Linked DNA regions of Mus musculus: all the other regions are linked to region 1. A link is a contact called in public HiChIP or PLAC-seq and promoter capture Hi-C data. All regions are on one chromosome and are shown on one strand. Each heading gives the region's core, a stretch centred on a gene start, on an enhancer-like site or on the middle of the called end of the contact. The rest is flanking DNA. Distances are from core to core; before and after follow the strand shown. Region 1 holds the start of Pop5 (processing of precursor 5, ribonuclease P/MRP family (S. cerevisiae)). Region 2 holds the start of Trpv4 (transient receptor potential cation channel, subfamily V, member 4). Region 3 holds the start of Gltp (glycolipid transfer protein).

Region 1 (3,744 bases), core at 557-3,056:
CTGACTGTGTAGCCAAGACGACCCCGAACTTCTGATCCCCTGCCTTTTCCTACGAAGCGCTGGCATTACCAACGCGTCCCACCACACCCAGCCCTCTGTTTTCTGTTAAGAATAGAGGATTATGTTTTAAAATGAAGAACAGAGGGTTAAGGTTTTTAATGCGTTTTTCTAGCCCATTCCCTTGAATACCTTTGTGTGATTAATAAATGATAAATTATTATTGTTGTTGTTGGGTTTTTGATACAGCGTTTCTTTCTGTAGCCCGGGCTGTCCTGGAACTCACTCTGTAGACCAGGCTGGCCTTGAACTCAGAAATCCGCCTGCTTCTGCCTCCCGAGTGCTGGGATTAAAGGCCTGCGCCACCACTGCCCAGCATTTAAAAAACAAACAAACAAAAAAAAAAAAAAAAAAAAAAAACAGGGTCCCACTCTATCTACCTAAGGCTAGCTTGGAGCCCAAAGCAATCCTGCCTCAGCCTCCTAAGGACTAGGACTACAGGGGTGTGCTACACTTCATTTATCTTGCATGTTAAGTGCATATTCTTTTTTAAAATTTATTATTATATCTAAGTACACTATAGCTTTCTTCAGACACACCAGAAGAGAACATCAGATCTCATTACAGATGGTTGTGAGCCACCACGTGGGATTTGAACCCAGGACCTTCAGAAGAGCCTTCACTCCAGCCCCTAAGTCCATATTTTTTTAAAGATTTATTTATTATTATATGTAAGTGTAGCTGTCTTCAGACAATCCAGAAGATGGAGTCAGATCTCATTACGGATGGTTGTGAGCCACCATGTGGTTGCTGGGATTTGAACTCCGGACCTTCAGAAGAGCAGTCAGGTGCTCCTACCTACTGAGCCATCTCACCAGCCCTAAGTGCATATTCTTAATGGTGTGACTCAGTGAGGTGGATTTGTGTGACTGCCACCCTATTAAGATGTAGATAAGGTTCAGTGCTCCCCAAATTCCCAGGCCCTTGCCAAAACCTTTAGTGGGAAGGAGCCATCATCCCCATTTCTGGAGAGATAGGTTTTGCCAGGCCTTGGCCTGGACATATATGTTTTAAGCATGCAACATGCCTGTAAGTCCGCTGCTTGACTCTATTTTCCTGTCGCCGGTGCTGCTACAGACATTCCTCACGTGCTCGGTATTGCATGTTTTAAGTGCACCACTAAGTCGGTCAGCATTGCCTTAATACACATTGTCTACAGATTTTCTTGTTATCCTGGGTTTCTTGGTGCCTGGCTTTGTAGCAGGGTCATTTTTGAAAATTAGATTTATTTATTTGTTGTAGAAATGTGGAGGTGCGTATTTGCCACGGCCGGAGGTGGCGATCAGAGGACGACTTTGGGAAGTTGGTTCTCAGGACCTCCGTTATGTGTACAGCTGTCATGGCCTCGCCTGGCCAGGTGTGGTAACGTAAAGCAAGACTTATATTTCACAGCTGACTATTTACAAGATCCGAAATCAGTTTTCAGTCTTCTCTTAGCCACAGCTTTAGGGGACCACAGATGTCCCTTCGCAGACTGCCATTCACTATTGCAATCAAGAGGCAATCATCGTCCACAGCCAGCGGCCGGTAGGGGGTGCCAGAGGCCCACTGTGTAGCTCGCCACACTCCCCACTCTCTAAAAATAGCACCAGTGCCTTTATCCTAACCCTGAGACCATTTTATAGATGCGGTCCGGGCCCAGGCCCAGAATTTAACCTTGAAAGCATTGGTCTCCAAACTCCCTGCTCGGATCCACTCCGATGCTCACTGCCCACCTGCTGTAACGTAGCCACAGGCGTGGGTTCGGATCCCCGGTCTTCGTCCTCCGGCCCGGTGCTGTCAGGGACCACACCGCGTCTCCAAAGCAGAGCTTCCCCTTCTAGTTCCGATTATTAAGAATTATTAGGATGGAGGTGTAGGTGGGATTGCACCGGCACGGGAGGGCGGGTGCCTAATAAACAAACAACGGCGAGCGGCTGTCACCCAGAGGAAGCACCCTGATCCGGGCCAGCCGGGAAGTGCGGGCCAGACGCCTCCCGGTGGGCCGGCGGCGGCGACGTGTCGTCGCAGCCTCTCCCGGTGGTAATTAGCCCCCGCCCTCGGCTCCGCCAGCCGCTAATTACACGTCTCCTAATGAGGCCGGCGGCTGTTTGCAATCACCCGGGTCCCCGCCGCGCGGGGGCGGGAGTCGTGGGCCGGCGTCAGGCGGAGGAAGGGGCTGAGGCTTAGAGAGGCGGACCTACGCAGGCATGACTCACGCGGGGATGGAGCCTAATCCCCGCTGAGCCCAAACCTGTGCGTCGTCGAGCCCATTCATCACCCACCGCCCTCATCCTGTATCCTGGGGTGGTTTCGCTTACTATTTATTACCGTGGTTATGGAAAGACTGGGCCTAGCCCAGGTCAGATGGTCAGGTGTGCGTGGGCCGGATCAGGGTGAGTGGGCGTTTGGGGGTCCCCCCCCACACTTTGGGTTTGTCGGCCCCCACTGCTACGTTGCTGGCCCAAAAGGTTAGCTCCGGCTACGCCTTCCAAAAACCTACTTTGAAACAACTAACGAAACCGTTATCAGACTAAAAGTTTAGATAACTGTCTAAGAAGAGGTTGGGATAGTTGCTAAAATGATCAATCAGGGGTCAGGTGAGACGATGGGGAAGGGAGCTTGCGGTCAAGCCCTGATCAAGATCTGAGTTGGATCTCAGGGACTGGCATAGGAAGCCCTAGAAAGGTGTTCTCCGACCTCCGTATGTGTACACGTGCCTCCTCCTAAATAAATTTAATTACATGGGAGCGGCAGGAGGCAGGAGGTGTGTGTGGCATTATGTAGATCCTGTTATCCTTAAAACTCATGGAAGGTCCACCCATCTCTGCCTCCTGGGGGGCTGGGATGAAAGGCATGAACTACTAGGCCCAGTTTTAGGGTGCTTTTATTTTGAGGTCCTGGGGAATATGTTGTGGGTGCTTAGGCAAGGGTTCTGCTGCCAAGATACACCCCCAGCCCTGATGCTTTCTCAGGCACATTGGCATCGCGGGAGTCTCTTTTAAAGAGTCTAGATGCTGCAGCCACACAGGATGCTGGCCCAGGACACTTGAACCTGCGTGGCTGTTTTCCCAGCAGCCACTGTGTGCCTTGTGTGCCTCTAAGTCTATCCTTAAGCAGCCACTACCCTGTGCGCCTCTAAGTCTATCCTTAAGCCTAGTTACTTGTTTCTTTTTCCCTTTGGATTGTTTGTTTGTTTTTATTTTTTTAAGTCATTAAAATAATTTGTATAGTTAAATGCCTCTTAAATATACATGATGTCTTGTTTTTAAAAAATTTTTTAAATCTTTGCTTCCTTCTCGCTCCGGCTCAAAGATTTATTTATTTATTATATGTAAGTACACTGTAGCTGTCTTCAGATACACCTGAAGAGGCATCAGATCGAATTACAGATGGTTGTGAGCCACCATGTGGTTGCTGGGATTTGAACTCAGGACCTCTGGAAGAACAGTCAGTGCTCTTGACCGCTGAGCCATCGCTCCAGCCCTTGTTTTTTAATTTTTTTAAACAATTTTTATTTACATTAGTGTTCCTTCTCCATGTGTGTCTGAGTGAGTGTCAGGTCCCCTAGAACTGGAATTGCACAGTTGTGAGCCGCTGGGGTTTAACCCTCGTCCTCTGGAAGCGCAGCCAATGGTCTTAAGCGCTGAGCCATTTCTCCAGCCCCGCTGTTGTTTAAAAGAAAAGAAGAAATGGGTATGGAGACAA
Region 2 (3,744 bases), core at 798-3,297, 580 kb after region 1:
TTTAAAAAAATGATTGATTATGTATATGAGTGCTGTATCTCCATGCACCTGCATGTCAAGAGAGGGCATTAGATCCCATTACGGATGGTTGTGAGCCACCACGTGGCTGCTGGGAATTGAACTCGGGACCTCTGGAAGAACAGCCAGTGCTCTTAACTGCTGAGCCATCTCTCCAGCCTCAAGATCACCACTTTGAATGTAGTATGCATGCACATGAGAGAGACCATCTCTGTGTGTGTGTGTGTGTGTGTGTGGTTGTACATCTGTGTGTGTCTCACTCTGTGTGCGTGTCTGTGCCTATGCCTGTCTTGCTGGGGACAGAACACAAAGACTCCCACACACTAGGCAAGCCCTCTATCCCAGCCTGTCTTGCTTCTAAGGACACAGATCAGTGACATTGAGGACATTCAGATTATGCAGCCACCATACCATCCAACACCTCTATTTTCTGCCTCTTGTGAAGCTAAAACTCTACCCAGTGAACAAGAACTTCACAGGTCTGGGTTCTACTAACCCAGGCTCTATCCATCAGACTCTTGCTGTGTAGCCCAGGTTGGCCTCAGCCATCCCAGTGTCAGGATGGCATACCTTGTTCAACCAGCTCTTGGTGTGTGGGATGCGGAAGGAAGCCAGAGGGTCGACCTTAGGAGTTTCTCAGGGTCATCCACGCTGTGTTTTGGCAGGGTCTCTGAGCCCCCGGGATCTGCCTGCCCCTACTTTCTTAGCACTGAGATCGTGAATGTGTGGAACCACATTGGGGATTTTTTAAAATCTGGATTCTGGTGGCTGAACTCAAGGCCTCGAGTTTACCCGGCAGGCACTTTACCAAACTGAGCCATCTCCCAGGCCAGGGCCCTCAACCCAAGCTTGTAAAAGCATCTGCTAAGCCCAGGTGTTGGCCCTGTTGACTAGATTCAGGGTCCTCTTGAAGAACCCCAAGCATCCACGTAGGGGCATTACCTAATCTGTGGCAGGGCAGAATTTTTATCCGGGTGTCCTTGTAGCTGTCAATCACCAGCCTCCTAGGCCGAGCCACAGTCTCTTTTGCATGGGAGCCTCAGTTTCCCAGTCTGTGAGATGGGACTGGGTGAGCAAGGCAACTAAGTGCTGAGGGTTCTTTCCTCCCCACCCTGAAGAACAAGTCAGCCTCTTTGATGGATGCCTCAGCCTCCGTTCAGCCCCAACTTCAGGTGTGAAAGGCCTGAGCTTCAGGCTTCCTGTCGGGGAGGTAAGGGGGCATCGCGCACACCCCCTCACGGCTGCCAGACAGCTGCCAGCTCACTCTGCTGGAGACCACGGCCACCCAAATAGCGATGTTCTTTCCCCACCCCAAGGCAGTGGCTTGCGGAGGCCCACCCTCCTATCCAGGCCTGTTTCCCAACTGTAAGTGGGCCCAGCTCACCTCAGGCTCAGTTAAAAGAGGTTTACTTGCCAATGCCACCCCGCTCCAAACACACAGCTTAATTAGTGAGTTAGCTATTAAGATTTAAGTTGGTCGCCATGTTGGTTTTTATTTAGGCCCCTTCAATCCTTCTTTCTACACCCCACCCCCAACCCCACCCCCCGGCCTGCTGTTTGCCCAGGCTGGTCATCCCTAGTACTGTGCTGCGGGCAGGCTGAACAAGGACCGCAAGGAAGTCGCTAGGCTCACCAAGGCAGTCCCCCACCCAGCCTAGGAAAAGGAACGGTGATGTTAGGGGCTCTGTAAAGACCTGGTGCCCCTAGCATCTTCCGGATGATGGCTATAGGTGGAGGTTCAGAATGGAGACTCTGAGGTTCAGACTTAAGGAGAGCCGTGGCTTGGTGGGTAGTGTGTGGGTGGGTGGCGGGGAGTCCTCTCCAGTGCCCGGTGTGCCTCGCGGGCTTTTTTCTACCAGCCTTTGATGGGTGTGAGCTGCCGGGCAAGCGGGTTCCCGGGCTGGGCAGGCGACGGCCTGGGCGCAGGAACCAGGGATGAATGGAAGAGCGAGGCACCGAGCCAGGTGGCGGCGCGCAGGCCGGGGAGGACCCTGGGGTGGGCGGGCGCGGGTGGGCGGGACCCCGCGGGGCGGCGCGGCCGAAGCGCAGCAGGAGGAGGACGCGGCCGGAGGGATCAGGAAGCGGCGGCGCTGCGCCCGCGTCCTGAGGTGAGTGGGGCTGCTCCGGGGAAGGGATCCGCGAGTTCCTCGCGACCCCTCCCAATGACGGGGTTCGAGGTTCGCCGTCCCCGCCGCGCGCGGGATAGCGGGAGGCGACGCCACCACGAAAGTCACCTGTGGATTGGGCGCCGACCTGGGATTGGGGGAGTGTGGTGCAGATCTAGGTCACCTAGACCCGAGTCCCGAAACCAAAGGCCAGGGGCGGCCACCTACCCCGGACCAGCTCCACTTAGGTAGGGCGCGTGGCAGGGATGGGCGCGTGGGAGGGAACTGCGCGCCCGCAGCTTCCAGGGCTGCTTTTTGGAGTTTCAGAGAGATGGCCCCGCCGGGGAGAGGATGCAAAACTTTAACCTTAGTTTTACCCTGGAGACTCGAAGTGGCCTCCTAGGACAGGAAGAGATTTCCAAACTCCCCATTTGACTGAAAAATCCAACTTCAGACTCCCTTGGGACTGTCTTCCATTCCAGAAGGGCCCAGCCCAGCCGTGCCCCGTCCCCTGTGTAGATGAAGAAACCCAGGCTTGGGGGTAAGGATGGAGCCTAGTGAGCTGAAACCTGGGCGCTGGCTGGCTGCTTTGAAAACCCTCCCCACTGGCCTGTCCACAGCCCGGGTTAGGAAGTACCGAGGGATGAAGTCCTCAGCCCGGACTGGGGAGGGGGTGGCACGAACCTTGTACTTCTGAGCGCACATCGCATGTGATCTTTGTTCAGCGAGGTAAGAAATCCTGGCAGAGCTGAGCCCGAATGCCTTGGCTGTTGGCCATGTGGGGACAGCTCAGGCCTGGTGCTGCCCAAGGTGAGGTGTCTGTCAGTCATCACTATGTTAGGAGCACAGTCTGGGTGGACTCTGGGCATGCTCTGCCCTCCTCTGCGGTGTGACCTTGGTCTAGTCCCCTAGCTGCCTGAACCGCAGTACTTCTTTAATATTGTTATGGGAACACATTCTGGGGCTGTTGAGGGAGCCCTGGAGGGGTTTGCCGCAGCAGTTTGAGCTGGCCATTCCATTTCCACACTGTCTTGACAGAGAATAGGAAAGGGCCATTTTATTTTATTTATTTATGCATTTATTTATGTATGTATTTATTTATTGGTTTTTTTCGAGACAGGGTTTCTCTGTGCAGTCCTGGCTGTCCTGGAACTCACTTTGTAGACCAGTGTGGCCTCAAACTCAGAAATCTACCCGCCTCTGCCTCCCAAGTGCTGGGATTAAAGGCATGCACCACCACTGCCTGGCGAAAAGGCCGTTTTAATGCCTTCCTCCTGTCTGCTGTAGAGAAGACCAAGGGAGACCTCCCCCCTCCTTCTTGATTTTTTCGGACATCTCTGGGAGCAGGGGCTCCCCACAATTGGCAAACATCCTTCTTGGCTTTGCTCAGACTCTCTTTGAAGCCAGAAGGGATGGTGGCATCAGAGGACATTTGTGTGAGATCCACTGGAGTCTGAGGTGTGCCTGGGTGGAGGATTCCTCTGAGCCCCGAGAAGGTGCCTGGACTTTCGAGGAAATCCAGATGCCGTATGTCCAAGAAGGAAGGCCTCCTCCTCTTCTGGCCCTCACCTGCTTCCCTGTCCCCAGTAGGGGCTTCTTGGAAGCTCGGTACCACAGGATG
Region 3 (3,744 bases), core at 811-3,310, 540 kb after region 1:
AGATGAGGAGTGATGACCACCAGTTAGGAGCTCTGATGGTGATCATACATGGTCAGAAACTGAGCCCCTGGGCGGGCACTCTTGGGTAGGTTGGTGGAAATGGAGAGATGGAGAGATATTAGCCCTGAGCTTTTTCCAAGCAGGCGTGGGGCATGGGGGGACAGGGTAGAGGGGGAGTTTCATCTGGGTGGGAGGGGTTGGAGGAAGGAGGAAAGATGGGGTTTCTCAGCTTGTGTAGGGGATGTGCAGGGGTTCCAGTGTAACATACAATAATACCCGTCTCAAGAAAAATAGAACTAAACCAGGCTTGATGGCGCAGGCCTTTAACCCCAGCACTTGGGAGGCAGAGGCAGGCAGATTTCTGAGTTTGAGGCCAGCCTGGTCTACAAAGTGAGTTCCAGGACAACCAGGGCTACACAGAGAAACCCTGTCTCAAAAAAACAAAAACAAACAAACAAAAAAAACCCCAAGCAAACAAACAAAAAAGGAGTCAACTCTAGAGCAAGTGCTTTCTGATGAGTAGAGGAACGGGTGGATGGACGAACGGGTGGATGGACAAACGGGTGGATGGACGGGTGGAGGCAGAGAGGGAGGGATGGGGAGATGAAGAAAGGGAAGGATGAATGGATGGGTGAACTTTCAAGACCTGTCTCAGGACACCAAGCTACTATCTAAAAGATCCATCTTTCTTGTGTCGAGTCACATGTGGTTTCTGAGTGTCTCAGCTGGAATGGAGCAGGTTGAGCCATCAGGATTCTCTCTGAAGCCAGAGGCCCCAGTGCAGGCTGTTATCTCTCCATGGAATTAGGGAGTCTTCCCAAAGGTGGGTGGGGTTCTGGCAGAGCTGGGACACTGGGGAGGCTGTTGTAGGAAGATTGCATCTTGGGATGCCCGAGGCGGGGAGTCTGGGTGGGGTGGGAACAAGCTGAAATTGGTGGCTTGGGCACCTATCAGTAGGAGATCTAACGTGACTGGGCATGCAAGAGATAAGGACGGTCGGATCTTTCCCCGCCCGCGACTTCTTGGGGTCATGCCTGTAGTTTGGGTCAATCTTTCTGCCATCTGCCTCCTGAAAGGGTAAATTAAAATCATTTAACAAGATTTAGTATATGCTTTTCTGGCCCCTAGACATCTTCTCACTGCCCTTACTATGAACCACAACTAATTTCCTTCCTTCCTTCCTTCCTTCCTTCCTTCCTTCCTTCCTTCCTTCCTCCCTCCCTCCCTCCCTCCCTCCCTCCCTCCCTCCCTTCTTCCCTCCCTTCCTTCCTTTATTTTTTGGTTTTCGAAACAGGGTTTCTCTGTGTATCCCTGGCTGTCCTGGAACTCACTCTGTAGACCAGGCTGTCCTGGAACTCAGAAATCCACCTGCCTCTGCCTCCCGAGTGCTGGGATTAAAGGCGTGCGCCACCACTGCCCAAATTACTCCCAGCCCCTGCTCGCCCTTCCCGTGCACCGCTCACAGCTCTCCGGCTCCCTCAATTTAAGGCTTTGCTTAAGCGCCATGGTCACTCTATCCTCCGTGACCATCACAGTACGGAGCAGCAGCAGTGCAGAGTAGGATTACTGAATACTCAGTGTGGGCGGAGTACCAGGCTCTCCACTTGGAATTTGGGCTGTTATCTCTCCATGGAATTAGGGAGTGTTCCCTAAACACACTGAGCTCTGTGTTTCAGGACGCAGCAGCTAGGCTGCATTGTGGCTGAGGTGAGCCGGGGTGTAGGCTGTGGGGCGCGAACCTGGCACTTTGGAGGACCCTGGATTGGGAAACAAGGCCCCGTCAGGGTTTGAGCTGTAAACCCGGCCAGAGCATCCCAACCTGGGCGCGGCTCACCAGGTGCAAGACGCCCGCGCTTCCGCTAAGCCCCGCCTCCAGACCAATGGCGCGGCGGCTGCGGGGGCGGCGGGCTTCGATTGGTCGGAAGGGCGCGGCGGTGGGCGCCCATTGGCAGAGCCCCTGAGGGGCGGGGCCGAGTGCTCCATGGCTCCGGCCTGCGGGCGGCGCTCGGCGCTCGCTGCGAGGCGCGGGCGGAAGTGGCGACGCTGGCGTCCCGGGAGGCGGCGGGCGGCGACAGCCCGGGCGCGGACGCCCTCGGCGCGGGCTGGGGCATCACCAAGGGCCTCGACCCCGAAATGGCGCTGCTGGCCGAGCACCTGCTCAAGCCGCTGCCCGCAGACCGGCAGATCGAGACCGGGCCCTTCCTGGAGGCTGTGGCTCACCTGCCGCCCTTCTTTGGTGAGTCCCGGGCTTTGCCAGTCCTCCTCACCTGCCCAGATCCCTCTTCCTCAGATGCACCCGGGCCCTTAACTCCCTGTCATCCATTGCACCCAAACACCGCTTGCTATTGCACCGTGGGCATGCTTCATCAGCCCTCCGGCTGCGCCTAACATCTTCATCCCCGGCTTCATTTTCCGCCCCCTTCAGAATGGTTCTCAATTCTCCCCCACCCTCACTCTGAACGATAAGCCCTACCCCCCACCCCAGCCTCTTCCCATCCCAGACCAAAGAACACCCCCATCCCACCCCACCACCTCCAAGGACTTGAAGATGGAGCTGCAAAACTCAAGGGCCCTTTTTAGAGGAAGTCATGAAAAGGGTTTCCCCCATCTGGGAAAGGGGGCTGGATTGTGGGGGTGATGTCAGCTGCAGGGTGCTTAGCTCGGATCCCCACCCCCTTTCGAAAAGGAAAAAGTCCGGTCTTCCATATGTCAAGTTGAAGCACCTCCCAGGAGCGCTGGAATGAGTCCCCAAGCCACTTTCAGGCGCGTTCTCTCCCCGCCCCTCCTCCAGCCTAAGACCTTGTTGTAAAGTGGAAGGAAAACTAATGCCTCCTGCCCTGCCCTTTGCCTTGCGGTTCACAGAGGGTGCTGCTACCTGAGCCCAGCTTTCTTCTTGGTGGGGACGCTCCCAGCGCCCTACCCTGCTAGCTCACTTGGTGACTTTGCAGGATGACACCAGCTCCCGGGTACAGAGTCCAGTTGAAATACTTGGACAGAGCCTTGAAACCGCCTTAGCCTGAGGAGGTCTGGCACCCACTCAACCCCTGGTGGGGATAGGGCGTGTGTGGCCATGTAGATCTGTGTCTTGGAGTCCCTATCTGTGAAATGGCAGGTTTGGGGGTGGGGACTAAATGAGAGCCTGTGAAGGGTGGGTGTTAGCTGTGGAAAGGAACTTGTGTGAAGTTCTTGAATCTAGTTTCGGGCCCAATGCGCCAGCCTGGAGGAGCATCCCGAGAGCAGGTCTCAGGCTTTCTCAGAGGCTGAGAAAGCTCCAGCACTGCCCAGTGGGTGCTCTGTCAACCCGTGGCATGCCTAAGACCTGCTTTTTTTCGCCTGTATCTCAGCTGTAGATCAGATTGCATCTCCAGAGAGAGGGAGCTGTTGGCGTTAGCTTTGGTTTTTATGACAGCATTATGTTGTTTTTAAAAATATATTTATTTGTGTGTGTTGGCATGGGGGGGGGGACAGACAGGCGGGGGCTGGAGGACCGTTTTCGGAAGTTTGTTCTCTCCTTCCACAATATGGGTTCTGGGAACCAAACTCAGGTCATGGGGCTCCACAGTGACCTGCTGAGTCACCTCCCAGCCCCGACAACACTATGTCTTCTGTGCCCTTGGCTTTCTGAGTAGTTGCTAGTTCGAGCCAGCCTGTCCTGGGTTCGTAATCTGCTGGAGCCAGTGCTTCTCAAGGGATGGCAGTTTTGTTCCTTAGAGGGGGTGGGGGGGCAGTATCTGCTTGTCTGTG

The links. HiChIP or PLAC-seq counts read pairs in DNA pulled down with a chosen protein or histone mark. Capture Hi-C pulls out chosen DNA fragments and counts their contacts.
Region 2: a contact with region 1 is called in a promoter capture Hi-C map of adipose tissue, with 2.4 times the contacts expected there. The contact joins the promoter of Trpv4 here to the promoter of Pop5 in region 1. A contact is called at or near these places in 1 of 15 datasets of contacts at CTCF or cohesin (large pre-B cells), 2 of 115 datasets of contacts at active chromatin or transcription factors (memory CD8 T cells and pancreatic cancer cells) and 3 of 9 other capture datasets (adipose tissue, embryonic stem cells and liver).
Region 3: an H3K27ac HiChIP or PLAC-seq map of embryonic stem cells shows a contact between it and region 1, with 2.9 times the contacts expected there. The contact joins the promoter of Gltp here to the promoter of Pop5 in region 1. A contact is called at or near these places in 1 of 39 promoter capture datasets (pre-B cells), 3 of 15 datasets of contacts at CTCF or cohesin (the NIH/3T3 cell line, embryonic stem cells and large pre-B cells), 6 of 484 Hi-C or Micro-C datasets (B cells, the G1E-ER4 cell line, muscle stem cells and 3 more), 8 of 115 datasets of contacts at active chromatin or transcription factors (the SCID.adh cell line, T-cell acute lymphoblastic leukemia, bone marrow-derived macrophages and 4 more) and 2 of 9 other capture datasets (adipose tissue and liver).

The regions. Positions count from the first base shown.
Region 1 is chr5:115,233,913-115,237,656 of GRCm38.p6, reverse strand. Pop5 (processing of precursor 5, ribonuclease P/MRP family (S. cerevisiae)) reads right to left here and starts at 1,806. Exons shown (of 6, transcript NM_026398.4): 1 at 1,773-1,806.
Region 2 is chr5:114,656,724-114,660,467 of GRCm38.p6, reverse strand. Trpv4 (transient receptor potential cation channel, subfamily V, member 4) reads left to right here and starts at 2,047. Exons shown (of 16, transcript NM_022017.3): 1 at 2,047-2,126.
Region 3 is chr5:114,689,251-114,692,994 of GRCm38.p6, reverse strand. It overlaps Gltp (glycolipid transfer protein), which reads left to right and starts at 2,060. Exons shown (of 5, transcript NM_019821.2): 1 at 2,060-2,236. The coding sequence starts at 2,134.